2 separate regions of the Mus musculus genome follow, and region 2 is linked to region 1. A link is a contact called in public HiChIP or PLAC-seq data. All regions are on one chromosome and are shown on one strand. Each heading gives the region's core, a stretch centred on a gene start, on an enhancer-like site or on the middle of the called end of the contact. The rest is flanking DNA. Distances are from core to core; before and after follow the strand shown. Region 1 has its middle 69 kb from the start of Gm40207. Region 2 overlaps Gm38709 (a long non-coding RNA gene).

What was found. HiChIP or PLAC-seq counts read pairs in DNA pulled down with a chosen protein or histone mark.
Region 2: a contact with region 1 is called in an HNF4G HiChIP or PLAC-seq map of pancreatic cancer cells. The contact joins two enhancer-like sites. A contact is called at or near these places in 7 of 484 Hi-C or Micro-C datasets (the N1E-115 cell line, cranial neural crest, embryonic fibroblasts and 3 more) and 2 of 115 datasets of contacts at active chromatin or transcription factors (neural tube and pancreatic cancer cells).

Annotation. Positions count from the first base shown.
Region 1 is chr4:97,481,871-97,488,800 of GRCm38.p6, forward strand. No RefSeq gene overlaps it. Among named protein-coding and RNA genes, the nearest start is that of Gm40207, 69 kb to the left of the region's middle. Within about 2 kb of position 4,556, at least 23 of the 459 cell types and tissues checked have an H3K27ac peak or open chromatin away from gene starts, as enhancers often do. A contact at or near this core is called in pancreatic cancer cells, where this site is marked.
Region 2 is chr4:97,753,626-97,761,028 of GRCm38.p6, forward strand. It overlaps Gm38709 (a long non-coding RNA gene), which reads right to left. Exons shown (of 5, transcript XR_003955232.1): 4 at 2,149-7,403; 5 at 1-1,180. It also overlaps a transcript of Nfia not described here. Among named protein-coding and RNA genes, the nearest start is that of Gm38709, 20 kb to the right of the region's middle. Within about 2 kb of position 4,091, at least 230 of the 459 cell types and tissues checked have an H3K27ac peak or open chromatin away from gene starts, as enhancers often do. A contact at or near this core is called in pancreatic cancer cells, where this site is marked.

The DNA.
Region 1 (6,930 bases), core at 3,306-5,805:
CTAGCTCCTCTAGCCTCCATTTGGTATCCTTCCATGTTGGGGAAACCACAAACCTCACTTATTTCGTGTGAGCAACCTACAGTAGTCAGTGTTCTGTAACTATAGCAAAAAGCCTGAGAAAACAGCCTTGTGAAGTGCAAAGGTTAACTTGGATTTGGTGTTCCAGGGCTTCTGTTAAGCATCAGTAGCTCCAATGCTTTGAGAATCAGCCATGTGGCAAGAGGAGTGCCAAGGACTGATATAAAGTTAGGTCATTCCACAGGACAACTGTTTTCATATAAACCTCCTCCAGTAAATAACCTGTCCCGTGATCTCACAGGCAGAATATAATTAAACAAGACTGGAATGAACCAGTCATCCATAAACTCTTATATAGGACTTAAATAGCCTTTAGAATTTATAAAATCTTTAAACTATTTGAGAGCTTGTTTTGTAACAAATACTCCCAGCCTAAGAATCACGGCTTTCCTTGTGACCTCTTCACACCACACCCTGGACATCTCCCATTCACGCCCTTCACACTGTCTTGTTCTCCTCCCATTCAAGTTCCCTGAGCACCAGTAGACATGTTTCTTCTTTAAGAATTATGCTTTAGTTTGTGACCAGATCTCTCACTTGGATTCACTCTCATTTTTAACTTAGTGATAGAGCAATAGCCCAGTGTTTATAAGGCTGTGGGTTTGATTCCCAGAACGTCGGGAAAGTAAAATAACATTTCTTTTTCCAACCAAGTCCACGGGAAGGAGCTCAGCGAGGCCCTGATCTTTTCCCCATCAAACTTCCGTGAGCCAGAGGGATTATAAAGGGGAAAAACACATGTGCAAATAATACCACATTATTTCCAGACCTATAAACTACAGAACAGATTGCATCTGCAATATCTGCTTGAAATAAGCCTGTAGTATGTTAGACCCAAGGGACGAGTCAAAGTAACCTGTCACAAATACCCAGAGCAAGATATTGGGCGCCCTGGTATAATCTGTGTATTTACAGGAGGCCTCCCTTCAAAGGTAGCTCAGATCCGGATCTGAAGACCTTTATTTGAACTCTCCACTGCGGCGTAATTGACAGGGAGAATTAAAGGGGATATGAAGACCTGGGCCTGAACTTTTTCAACAGTCTCAGCTCGGCTCACATTGCTCATGATATTAGAGGCTGCCGTGATGATATTAAATGATGCCGCACTGACAGAGATTAACAGACTATGCAATTAGATTTAAATGCTGTAATTGGAACATGCTGTTAAGTGCCTACCATCAGTCCTGGGCTCCCTTATGACAAGTGAGTCTCTCCTTGGGCTGCTTTGTAAATTTAACACTGTCCTCGCCAGCCACAAATCCATTACCACTCGCACAGAGGCAAAGAACAACTCACTGTTATAAAGGGATTGCCACGTACCCTACTGCACACATCTACAGTCTTGTGTGCTTACAATATGCTTCAGGTCCTTGGAGCTTTCTGACCTGTGTGAGTAAGGGACACCCACTCTAGGGCTGCTTTGTAGGATCAGCAACAGAGAGCAGCATGCCTGTCCACTGCTCAGCTGCTCTATGCTCTGAATCTACACTAGTTCTCAGACTCTAGATTCCCAGCTCTTCCCATCACCCTACATCTCTGCCTGCCTAGGTGTGATTTACAGCTAAATTTTGCCAGCTGAGCAGCCTTCTCTCTAGAGGTGAGGAGGCCCAGGCCCCAACAAGACAAGCAACTGCTTTTTGCTGCCCATTACCCTCCTCTCCATAGGTCTTCACCAATGAAATTACCTTGATTAATCACTGACTGTGCCATAGACCAAGCAAATCCATCAACTCCTGCTTGGGACACCCCATGCAGTGCCTGGTCATTGATAAGACTAGATGAAATTAGATCTTCAGTCTCATTGACTATTTCTATCTGTCAGTTCAATTTTCTCTCTTACAAAATACAAAAATTAATAGCTAACATTTGCCAAGATAATCACCGGGTGTCCAGACTTTTATAGATATCTATATGTACTAGCTCTGATTTTTAAAGTTGATTTTCTGTCATCCTGGTAACAGAATTCCAGGCAGGTTACAAAGGTCATCACGAAGCAGGAAGAGTTAATGAACCTCTGAAACCACTTCCCAATCCTCACACCAAAACTAAAGCAGATTTTAGGGGCTCCTCGTTAATAAATTTTAAGTAATTGAAATAAATCATGTGTTATCTCTAGTTTAAACTTGGAAAAGTTAGCTGAATAAAAAATTAATGTTCTGTTCAAATCCCTTAGCCACTAGGGATATCTCTTTTTAAAAGAAAAACAAGACAATAAACATATCTATAGTATTGACTGCAGAAGGAAACTTGAATGTCTATCACTTGATTTTCCCTCTTTCACACACACACACACACACACACACACACGCACACGCACACGCACACGCACACACTCTCATTTGCATGCATACACACATTTCTTATCTACCACCAAGCAAGTCTTACACTTGAATTCAGATCTTAGGCTTGGCTTCAGGACTCTTTACCAGACAAGTCATTTGCTGACACTATGATGTCACTTTTACTTTTACTATTTGATCCATTTCAAATTTATTTTGATGTACAGTATGAACAGGAATCCAAAATTACTGCCCAAATGGATATCTGATAATTGCTGTAAAAATATCTATTCACAAATCTCTCAGTTCACACACATGTACAGTGCTGTGAACTGGCCAGTTTACATGATGTATCATTTACCGTGTATTTGTAAGTTCTACAGGGGGGCTTTCTTCTCTGGTCCTTTGGTTTTACTTTTCAGCCAATGTTTTCTGTTTATTCAACAAGCAGGATATCTTTTAATATCTCCTAAAAAAAGCATTTTCCCTTTCTATGAATCTATTTATTCTCATTTACTTTTTAAAATATCATTTGGTGTTATATTAGGACTATGTGTGATTTAAAGACTAATAATAAAAAAACCTTTCCATTTATCTTAGAATGAGTCTTCCTATCAGCGAACTTCTTGTATAAATTTGTTCAGCTCTTCTTTCATGTAATCTCAGGAACATGAATGTATGTGTATGCTGTACACCTGTGCATATGTATGAAGTTGTGCTTGTACATATGTATAATGTATCATTATTATACTTTGCATATAATGTTGCATTAAACATTTGTCTTTTATTTCCATTGGACAATGATTATAGAGGTAGATGAATATAAAATAAAAGAACTATATTCATATATGAATGTATATTTGTTAACTACTATCTTCATAAAAATTTTCCTTTTCATTATGATGAAAGGTTCTTCAATTTGTTGCTGTTTTCATCTAGCTGATAACTCAGTTGAGTTTGAGTCTTAACTACGAGAATCTTTTAAGACTTGCAGTATTGACTTCATTGGGTGATCTTTAAGATGGCTTTAATTTGTACTATCCACTGAGCAAAATCCAACAGATATATTGGCAATAATTAAATGTTGCATGTTTGGTACTGACAATAAGAGAAAAGAATGAGGGAAGTATCCTTACTCTCTGTAATAATTACAACATCTAATACAGTGGTTCTCAACCCCTTTGGGGGTCGAAGGACCTTTTCACAGCGGTTGCCTAAGACCATCAGGAGGCTCAGATATTTACATAATGATTCATAACAGTAGCAAAAGTCGGAAGTAACAGCAGAAAAATTTTATGGTTGGGGGGGTCACCATAAAATGAGGAACTGTATAAAAGGGTTAAAACATTAGGAAGGTTGAGAACCACTGCTCTAACACAAATACATCACATGGTATACATTAAATGTGTAGATAGAGACCAAATATTTAGTGGGCATTAAGAAACATGACACAATGAAAGACACCATGTTGACTGACAGGATCTCGGAAACTGATATGAGGGGCTAGAAAGAACTTGGACTATGTTATACACTCACTTGTAATCTAATCTAGCTCTCCCCCCCCCAGTTTAATCCTAAAATTCAATACTTAATTCAGTTTCTTAATCTGTAAAATGGAACCATTATAGTGTCCAGTTTATGGTGAGTCTTAACTGGAGTACTCTGTGATTAACAAACATATTGTTTTTAAATATATTATCTTACATTTTTAATTATTATTTTAATAATATTATTTTTAAAGTTACTTTCTTCTCCTACCTCCTTTGTCTTTCATTCCCTGCCTTTATTAGGAAAATATATCTACTAAGTAAAGATCGCCTAATATAGAGAATAAAGCACATGCATAACCAGACACACACACACACACACAAGAGTACACACAAACACACACACACACACACACACACATACACACACACACACACACACACACACACACACACACTTTTTAAGAGTAGCCTTGGACTATGGTAGGATCTTAGAGTCAGGTTCTTACCCCCTATGTGACCATAATTCTGTCCTTTAAATCACTAAATATTTAGGGTTTTGTCTATAAAACAGAAGTCATAATACTATTTCATGAGTCCATTTACAGATAGTGACAATGCATATGAAGCGCCTGGGACAAAGCAGGGACAATATCCCCAGTGTCCTTGCTCCTTCCTGATAGCAGCACAGTGACAGCTGATATATGGAGTACCCACTGGTTGCCAAGAATGTCCCTTTTCAGTCAGCCCACTCACATAGAGGGGGACTTTGAGCTGTCTGGCCAAGACGTACGACGACAGGAAGCCCCATCCCGCTCTTTCTCCCCAGCCTCCAATTCTCTGGTCATGTGAACCCCTCACTGCAAAACTTAATCACATGCTGTCGTGTGCGGTTACTCAGCTTGCCGTGTTCTATCCTCCAAAGCTCCTTGTCCCACACTGTTCTTTTATCTCACAAAGCACCTCTTGTTGGATTGAGCCCAACGTCAGCAAGCAATTAAACGCTGTAAATCATATAATTTTAGGGTTGCGAGGTTACTGGGAGGTGTGATATATGAGTCACCTCAACTACAGTTGATTAAACTGTTTGAAAAACTCCACTGAAAGATTTCCTTTTCTACCACATCCTGTCCCACTAGGAAGTCCCTCTCACCCAGAACCTGCACTTGCTTCTTTCTCAACCTGAAACATGATTCCCCCATCCTTTCCCATTTTCAGCCCTATTACTATAATACTTGGCAAGTGACTTGCTGACCTCCAAGTCAGATTAGTACCACCTTGCAGTGTAGCATGATAGCCTCTCCACCCCTCCTGCACTGCCCTCACCACACCTAGCACTCACCAACTGTTGTGGTGATTTAAACAGCAAGCATCTCTCCAATTCCCTGACCTCTAAAATCCAAAAGCTAGGAATAAGTCTGTTTCTGCTCTTAGTATCACTAGCATCAGCCCCTCACTCTATACCTGGACCCTAGCACAGATGTAGGTTTTAATACAAATATGTTGAATTGATCCTTGCATGAATAAAATTATTGTTAAGTACTTCTGAATGTGGCTGCATTTTACTCTCTAACTGAATGGAGTCTCACCTCAGCCCAGCCACACAGTATTTATCTTTTCCCTACCTTGCAATTTCCTCTCCTTAACAGTAATATGTTATATCTAAGCATCTGGATGTGACCTGCCATCGGGAAGAAATTCAACTTTCCTTTTCTTTCTGGCCCAACTCACTCCTACCCTACTCCTGACATGCAAACTGGACACACAGCATGTTCAAAACCTCTCCCTCTCTCTCTCTCTCTCTCTCTCTCTCTCTCTCTCTCTCTCTCTCTCTCTCTCTCTCTCTCTCTCTCTCTCTCTGGCTTGCCAGCCAGGATCCATTTTCCTCAGTGACCACTGCCCTCAGGGTCCAGAAACACCCTTGCCCTTTGATGTTGTTAGATCTCAATAGCTGGCTCTTTCTGAGGCTCACTCATTAAATTTCCCCCAGAATACTGGTTTTTTTCCCCTTGATTGGACTATGTCACATGAAGACAGACACAGAAGGGGAGAGTTTTATTCCCATTTACCTTGGTGATTCTCAGAGTGCCCTTTATCCCATTTTCAGTTGTAGCATCAACCGCTATGCATTCCCTACATCCCCACACCAACACCCTGGGCACCTTCTGCACATTAATACTTCCATAAATATGTGATGAATGTGCGAAGTGAACCTTAAGGGAAAAGATATTGAAGGCATTGGGAGCTTTTATGTATATTATAAAGCTGTGATACATCAATTAGAGTGTCAATAAGCATCTTCCTCAGTAACATTCAATTGTGAAGTAACATAATTAATTCAAAATTAGACAATCAGTCAAGGTATGCATAATTTTCCATCAATCAAGACATGATTGCTTAGCTGTGATAAAGTTCAAAGGGGTGGGTAAAGCTTCTAATAGGGCTTACAATTGCATAGGGCAACTCAGGAATTAGAGAATTGTTGAAATGACCAGACAAGGCTGTTTAAATATCAGGTACAAAAGTAGCATCTGTATATTCTTCATTTCACTATAAATCTCTGGCAAAATTTTTTCTAGAGATGAGCAAATCTACTAGTTAGGTGCAATATTTCTATGTCTATCTCTGAAGGCTTCTCTCTCTCTCTCTCTCTCTCTCTCTCTCTCTCTCTCTCTCTCTCTCTCTCTCTCTCCCCTGGAGCACCCACATATATGCCCACATACATACATAAACTAGAGAGAGAATAAATAAGTAAGGAAGACAGATTAGATTGATAGATCAGGTCAACAAGTAGACAGATAGATAGACACATAGGTAGATAGATCGGTCGGTAGATAGATGGATAGGAAAATAAATATATTAAGTAGAGATAATATTTCTGAAATAAATTCAGTAGTCCCTTCATTTGTGGCCCTGGAAGAACAGAATGGAAACAGAAACACATGACAGGACTCGTTTAGCAGCTAATCCTAGGGTACAAGAGAGAATTTTGGAAGAGGTGATAAGGAAAAAGCAAAATGTATTCTTAATTATCTTCCCACCCACTCCAGTGTTCTTGTCTTCACTCATCAAACACTTGGTAAAGC
Region 2 (7,403 bases), core at 2,841-5,340, 270 kb after region 1:
GTCAATCAATCAATCAACAGGAGAGGAAAATACCTGTTGCAGACTGCAGCAAGCAATAGGAAACAGCCCAGCCTACAGTCCTGTCTGCTCCAGAGGCTGACACTCCATGGCCCTCAGCACCCAGTGCTATGGTTCCAAAGTTGGAAACCAGGGTTTTTAGTTGGATTGGAACCAGCCTTCCCCCACACAGCCCTCTCTGTAACCAGACATTACATCTTCAGTGGCAAAGATGTTTCTATGAAACCTTGCCTCTGGAAAAACGTTTTAACCTGGTGATATACTGCAGTGTCATTAAGTTGTCCTCCAGAAGGCTTGGGAGAGCTGTGTTTTCCTGAAGGGTTCAAGGACACAATTGACGGGGCAAGAGTGAGCTTCCTTAAGTTTTTGTGTGTGTGTGCCTTGAAGAGGGCATTTTTTATTTTTATTTTGGTTGGTCTTTGGTTTGGATTGATATCTGCTTTGTTTCGGTTTTGGTTTTTAACTGCTTGCAATACTTCAAATTCGTGCAACATTTTCCCTATGAGGAGACTGATAATCTTGCTCCATCACCCTAAGCCACCGAAGACAGGCTGCTGAGGTGGTGGACAATTAGATCGGGTTCCTGGAGTTGAGGAGACAGAAAGGTTAGGATTCAGGCCTCTCAAAAATCTCTAACAGGAAAAGAAGTAGCGCCAGGGAGCGCCTTTCCAAGTGCAGCTGTGCTTAACAGTTGATCTTCCTTTCAGGACAATTCCTAAAAGGCACTCAGTGAGCTTCAGCTTCCAGAGGATCAAGGGCTGGTCAGCAGTAGCTCTCCCTCCTTCCCCTAGCATTGCTCCAGATCTCAGCGGTCCAAGGCAACGTCCAGATCAGCTCCTGGGTCAGACAGAGGGCGGCGCCTAGCTGCCACCTCCTTCAGAAGCGGAGTGGGCGGTCATGACCTTGGCCTTAGCTTCTGTGCCTCCAGCTCCTTGCCTGGAGACGCCGCTAGCTCTTCTCTGGGTCTAAAGTGGGACATTCCCGTGTTCCGGATGGGTGAGGATGAGAGTGAGAGGCAGAACTGAATTTATACTCAAATTCTCCTTGAAGTTCTCCTCGGAATCTGTGAAAACCCGCAGCATCACAAAATCCCCACAAGGATGCTCTGAGGCTGAAGCTGAGCAATTTCCATTCACCGGGCAGCAGCGTCTGGTGTCAGGTCCTTAGGAATGAGGAAAATGGGTTTCTCACGTTGAATTCCCAAAAACCTACACTTAAAGTACAAGTATACTAGATTTCCTTACTAAAACTTATAGCTTCTTTAAGGGAAGAGTTGTGCTTCTGTGATAATGATGGGAAGTCCTGGGCTGCTCAAACAACAGGCCCAAAGGGCCAGAAGCAGGGCAAGCAGGCACGGTCTACTCTGTAGTTTTATTCATTTGTTTTGGAAACATTGTTAATGAGATTGACCAAGTGGAATTGTGGGCTCATGCTAGCAAGTTGGAAGGCATCATTTTTTTTTTCTCTCCAGACCCTTTCTGACTAAAAGGGAACTTAACCCTGGAGCATAAACTCCTGCAACTTTGAAGTCCTAGGGTCATCCATTCCATTTGGGGAGTTCTAGGCCTACCAGACCTAGGCTGTCACACACAGTCCCTGCTAAAGTAGTTAATGCACTGGGGCTTCGAAGTGCACAGGCAGAAAAAAGTGGGGCATTACTTTCCAACAAGGGTGACCTAAGCCTGCCAGTGCCTACCTTGTTCTGGAAACACCTAATCCCCACTTCCTCTATAAAGCTTAAAAGCAGCTTGCCTGCAATCCCAAACTGCAAACACAAGCACAATTGGCCCCTGAAGCATTCCGTTCCTGTGACCCTTCCCAAAGCCTTGCTCAAGGATGCACTCTGGGGATCCTTTAAAGGAGAGAGAAATTCAGGCTTTCCTCTTTTCCTTTAAACCAATAATGGCACAAAGGAGCACGTCAGGGATTTGGGTTTGCTTTGGCTTCATAATTCAGTGACAGAGATTGGGCCTAAGCTTGTAACAAGCGGTGCAGGAAAGAAAGCATCACAATAGGAAAAGCAGGAATTGGAGCTTTAGCAAGGTCTCTCCCAAGAAAACCTCGACTTCCTCCTATCTGGGCAGTGAGCATCTCCTGGACATATAGATAAAGTCAATATTGAATATTTACCTTGATCTGGTGAAGTAGGAAACTCTCCAGCTCATATGGTATTTGAGTTTTTGAGGAATATTCTGGCCTACTCTTAAAAATAATAAAGACTGCCGAGCTCCTCACCTTATGCTGACATCATAAAAAAAGATAGATTAACTGCTTAGGTGCCTTATTTGAAACCCAAGGGTCCTGCAAAGATCCAGCCATTCTGACCATTGCTTGTTCTATGTATACAGTAGTGTGTTAATAACCTCCAACATGCATGTACTTGTTTCTTACCCCTGCCTTGTGGGCTAAGCACTTTCATGAGATAACTCATTTTATTATAGCACCTCAGTGAATTGGTTGATGATATATCGCTACTGCTTCTATGAATTAGTTGCAGATAAATCCCTACTACAGAAATGCAGGAAACTGAGGCAAAACTAAACTATGTAATCTACCTGGGATTACTCAACTAACACACATCAACACTAGTAAAGGGTTTGGCCGTAGCCTTCACTACATCCAACAACAATCCTTGCATGCAACCCTGCTCTCCCTGAAGTTGTTTTCTGAAATAGTAGGCAGGGTGTAATTAATCCCATTAATTTGGCCAATCTAAACAGCCAACCTGGCACAAGAGTACTGCCCACTAAAACACTACACACTCTGAATTATCCAAGTAACTCTGTACATCCTATATATAGATTATTAATAAACAAAACTGAAATTTTCCACTCTACAAATCCTTTTGGATGATCTAGATAGTCTTTCTCAAAACAGAGAGCCATAGGACATGAGCATTCTCAAAGTACATTCATTCTGTGCTAGACACACTCAGAGCTAGTTCTCCACATTAAGAATTGAGACCCACTAGACACTTTAACTACCATCCTTTCTGCACAGAGACCACCTGAAGAATGTGTCCTCTCTCTTTAATAAACCTCACCACCTAGATGGAGCCCTGAAGTCACTGTGCAAAGAAAGATTATTTCCCTTCTGCATTTTTACAGAAGAGAAAAGAGAGGCCTTGGAAAGGGGAGACTTGTTCAGACCCAGACTTACACAGCATCCAGGACTTTGCTTCAGCTCACTGGGTTAGTCTTATGCCCACAAAGCTCATGCCCCTGAGACTAAAACACACTTTGAAAACAAAGTTTTAACAACTCCTCCTCCTCCTCCTCCTCCTCCTCCTCCTCCTCCTCCTCCTCCTCCTCCTCCTCCTCTTCCTTCTGTATCCAGATTATCTGTAAAAGAAAGTCTTACTGCTTTCTCCATTTCATATGTGTTCCTAGAATGTCTTCACCAGATGTTCACCCAGGAACTTTCCATTGCATTCTTCAACACTCAACTGCACTGAGAAACATCATTTTAGGTCTGACCTCAGTTAATGATACTCTTTTTTTCTTCTTTCTGCTTAAAAAAAAAAGAAAAGAAAAGAAGAGAGAGAGAGAGAGAGAGAGAGAGAGAGAGAAGTCTTACTCTGCCTACAGAAGAGCCAGTCTTTACAGACTGTTCCTTAACGCTGGATCCCCTCACATGATAGCTTTGTTCGGACCTTATTTTGCGCCAACTTGCATTATACGTCACTTGCCCACGCTGCAAACGATGAGGGTACTGGACTGGAGTGACAGGTTCTTTCGATTTTTTTCCCCTATATGCAAAGCTGAATCCTTCCACTTGATCCTGGCGCGCACGCGCGAGAGCACACACACACACACACACACACACACACACACACACACACACACACACACACACGTGTACTGTGCATGTGTGAGCGCCTATGGATCTGGGTGCGCGCACTTGTGATTTAAAGTGGCACAACGGAGGGTTGGACTGAAGCAGCAGTGAGTTATTTTGTGTGATAAATCAGCTTTATTGTCTCCAAGTCATACTTCCATTATTCACTGGAGCTGGACGGCGGCGGCGGACGTGCACTGCGGCAGAGCGCCCTGCAGCCCTGACTCCCGGCCACTGCGGCGGCGGAGCGGGGCGTGAGCTGCGATTGATTTTTCCAGATCGCGTCTCCTTCAGCATGGCTCGCCAAAGGGAATCCAGTTGACTGCGGGAGCTTTGCAGGATGCATGTGGATTGGGTTTAGTACCTGCACTTTAATTTTTTTTTTCTTTTGGGGGAGGAGCCGAGTTGTCGGTACTGGAAGGGAGATTTACTTTTTCCGTCTTAATTTTCTTTTACTCCCTTAAAGAAAGAAATAAAAGGAGAAAGAAAATGGCCACCAGGCCTTCTGAGTCCTGGGAAGGCCAAACCTTTGCAGACCAAAAGACCGTGCTGAGTAGGTGTGCCCCTCTTCCCCTCTCGCTGCCTTCTTGGCAGCTCAGTCGCGGAGAGAACCGGGCTTCCGCACTTGTGCGGAGCGTTTGTCCTCATTCGATTTATTCTGGCAAGTAGTTGCCATTTTTTCCCCTTTAGGAGTGATCCTTCTGTCTGGCTTTTGAAATAAAAATGTGCCCAGAATAGGCTTCGTCTGACTTCTGCTTAACAACCACTAGATGCGGAGAAGCGCGCTGAGGCAAACTCCTCACCAGATCTGGGGACAGCACTTAGTGGAGCAAGAGTGAGAGGGCTAATTAACTAATTACTAGCTGTGTCCTGAGGGCTGTGAATTCTTAAGCACATCCATTTAGAACACTGCTTTCACTTACTATTCCCCGATGTTCTCAACAGCCAAGCACAGGGTCACCCCAGCCTGATCATTTACATTTTAAAAGTGGGATCCCAACCACTTGGGGGACAGCTTTGACTCCCTATTTTAGATTCAGGACAAAACCTGCGTGGATTTTTCAGGCATGAGAAAAACGTTTCCAGTCCTGCAGAGTTACCCTTAATGTCCTGACTGGAGGTTTCTGCCACTTTTCCTGAAGCTACCTCCGGAGCAATGTCATTTGTCAAATTGGGAAGATAATTGTAGTGTGGATGTGTAGATGTGTAAGTAATGTCACGGATTGTATAATAACAACTTAAGCAACATGTCTCTGTTTAGACTGATGGAATTTTCCTGAAGTTTGTTTGTAGTTTGAAAGGGTTTAAGTGCCATGCAGACTACAAATGAGCGGCTTTGCACTGAGGAAGCCTGTCTGACCCAGCACTCTCTCTGGCACTGGCTCTCCAGGCCCACCTTAACATGCAGCCCCAACACATAGGTATAGAGGCTTAGAAATCTTGTTTTCCCTCACAGTGAGAGGAGACCCTGGGAAAGAGGAGGCCAAGCTGATGGCTCTCATTTACTTGACAAAGTCAGTTGGATTTCTCGGTAGCTAATACCTCTGTTTAAGGGGACTTGGGAAGGCAAATGAAACAATTCAACTGGTACTCAAGTCAAATACACAAGGGAACGGGAACGTGTGCTGGGGGGAGGTCTGAATATATAAAGAGTGTTAATAATCATTTTACAAAGCTATGCCCAGTAGAGCAATCTCTTCATTACAACCAAAATAGAGCTTTCTAACAAACAGCATGGTGGAAATAATACACATGAGTCTAATGATAATAAAAGAAATAACTATCAATTTTACTTACTAACATTTAAAACAGACAGTTATGTTTGGATCATGGCCTACGATAGATGGGCAGTGCACAATTCCCATGCTTCTGTGATCTGGAGAGACATGGGCATTTTAATTCTGGCATAAGAGGAGACACATACAAAGTTAACATCTAGGATCACAGAAAGCAATCCATCTAGACACTCAAGAAAGAAAGCCCTGTGGTCCAGGGCAGCTGCACCTCTATTATGTCTTCTCTGAAAGTCCCAGATTCCAAGGCTCCAGGCTGTATAGACTCTAACTTACAGCTCTGTGTTCCATACACACAAAATCGAATAAGAACACACAAGAAGAAAAGGCACAGGCACCAGAGAAGCCTTCAGTTTGTAAACGCTGCCCTGAAATGAAGTCAAACCTAGGGCTTTTACACTGTGTAGAAACAATTCACTACTATGAAGTTCCTAGCTAACCAGAAAATCTAGCTTTAAAAAAGTTTTTAAGGAGAAAAAGACACCCCCCCCAAAAAAAAAAACCCAACAACCTTTCTTACTGTGGAACAAGTCTAGCAAGAGTCACAGTGCACTGCTACTTGAAAGCTTTTGGTTAGGGAAAATGAGTGCACAGTTTCATGAGGTTAATAAACACTAGCCTGGAAATTAGAGTGTTTCTCGGTTGTTTTTATTTTTAAAGTAATATTTAAAAAAATTGTGCTCAGAAAGTCCTCCAATTTATCTTATGGGGACTGTTCTAACCACCAGTGAAATGTTTTCTAATTTTCAACATAGGTTCCAATTCCTATGTCAGACTTTGACTGTGAGAAAGAAAGGAGGCTACTACCATTGAACTTGCCATATACACTGAGGCAACTTATAGAACTGTGGCTATGGAGGGACATTTATCAAAGAAAAGTTTTGAGCACATTGAAATGACTAGAATGCTCTCATAACAACATCAAATCAATAAAGGCAACTGTAAAACTATAGGTCCTGGTTGGCTTTGAAAGAAAAAAAAATAAGGAAAAGGAGAATGAATTTCATAAACTCTTCAATACTTCTCCAATTAAAAACACCTAGCTTAGGAATCAATAGGTACCTCTGTAAATGTTATCTACTAAGAAAAACTTTATTCTGGACAAGCTACAAAAACTGCAAAAGCCCCAGGCAATAGTCTAAATGACACTTGATATTACAATATGCTTTGATTACTGAGAAGCTAAACATTTTAGAATGCTAGGAAAATTATAACATACTCTACAACATACACATTACATTTTCTATATTGTTCAGTAAGAGTTTCAACAGAGTATCACTAATAAAGTATTAGAAATGAAGAAAGAGTGGGGGAGGCATGTAACTAACAATTTGGAGCAATGTTATTTATATGTGTTCATGATCTAGAGAGGGTTACTCTGCTAGTAGCCTTGTGGTTGATAACATAACCCAACACCACCTGCCTCAAATTGTTTACTGTACGAATGAAGGTCACGCCTTCATTCCTGTCTGAATCCCCAAACCCTAATGTAACATTTGGCATATCAAGGACATTCAGTAAACATTTCCAAACTTGAGTTTATTTGATAGTTGTCTGCTGTAAAAAAAAAAATAATAATAATAGTGAATGTAAATTTTGGTAGTGGTCAGGACCAGTAGAAATGATTCCACAGTGGGTCAGCTAAGAACATTTTGTTTCTAGGACAGGAGAGATGGCTCAGCAGTTCAGAGTACTAGCTGGTCTTCCAGAGGACCTGGGTTTGATTCCTAGTATCCACATGGTGCTTCATGACCA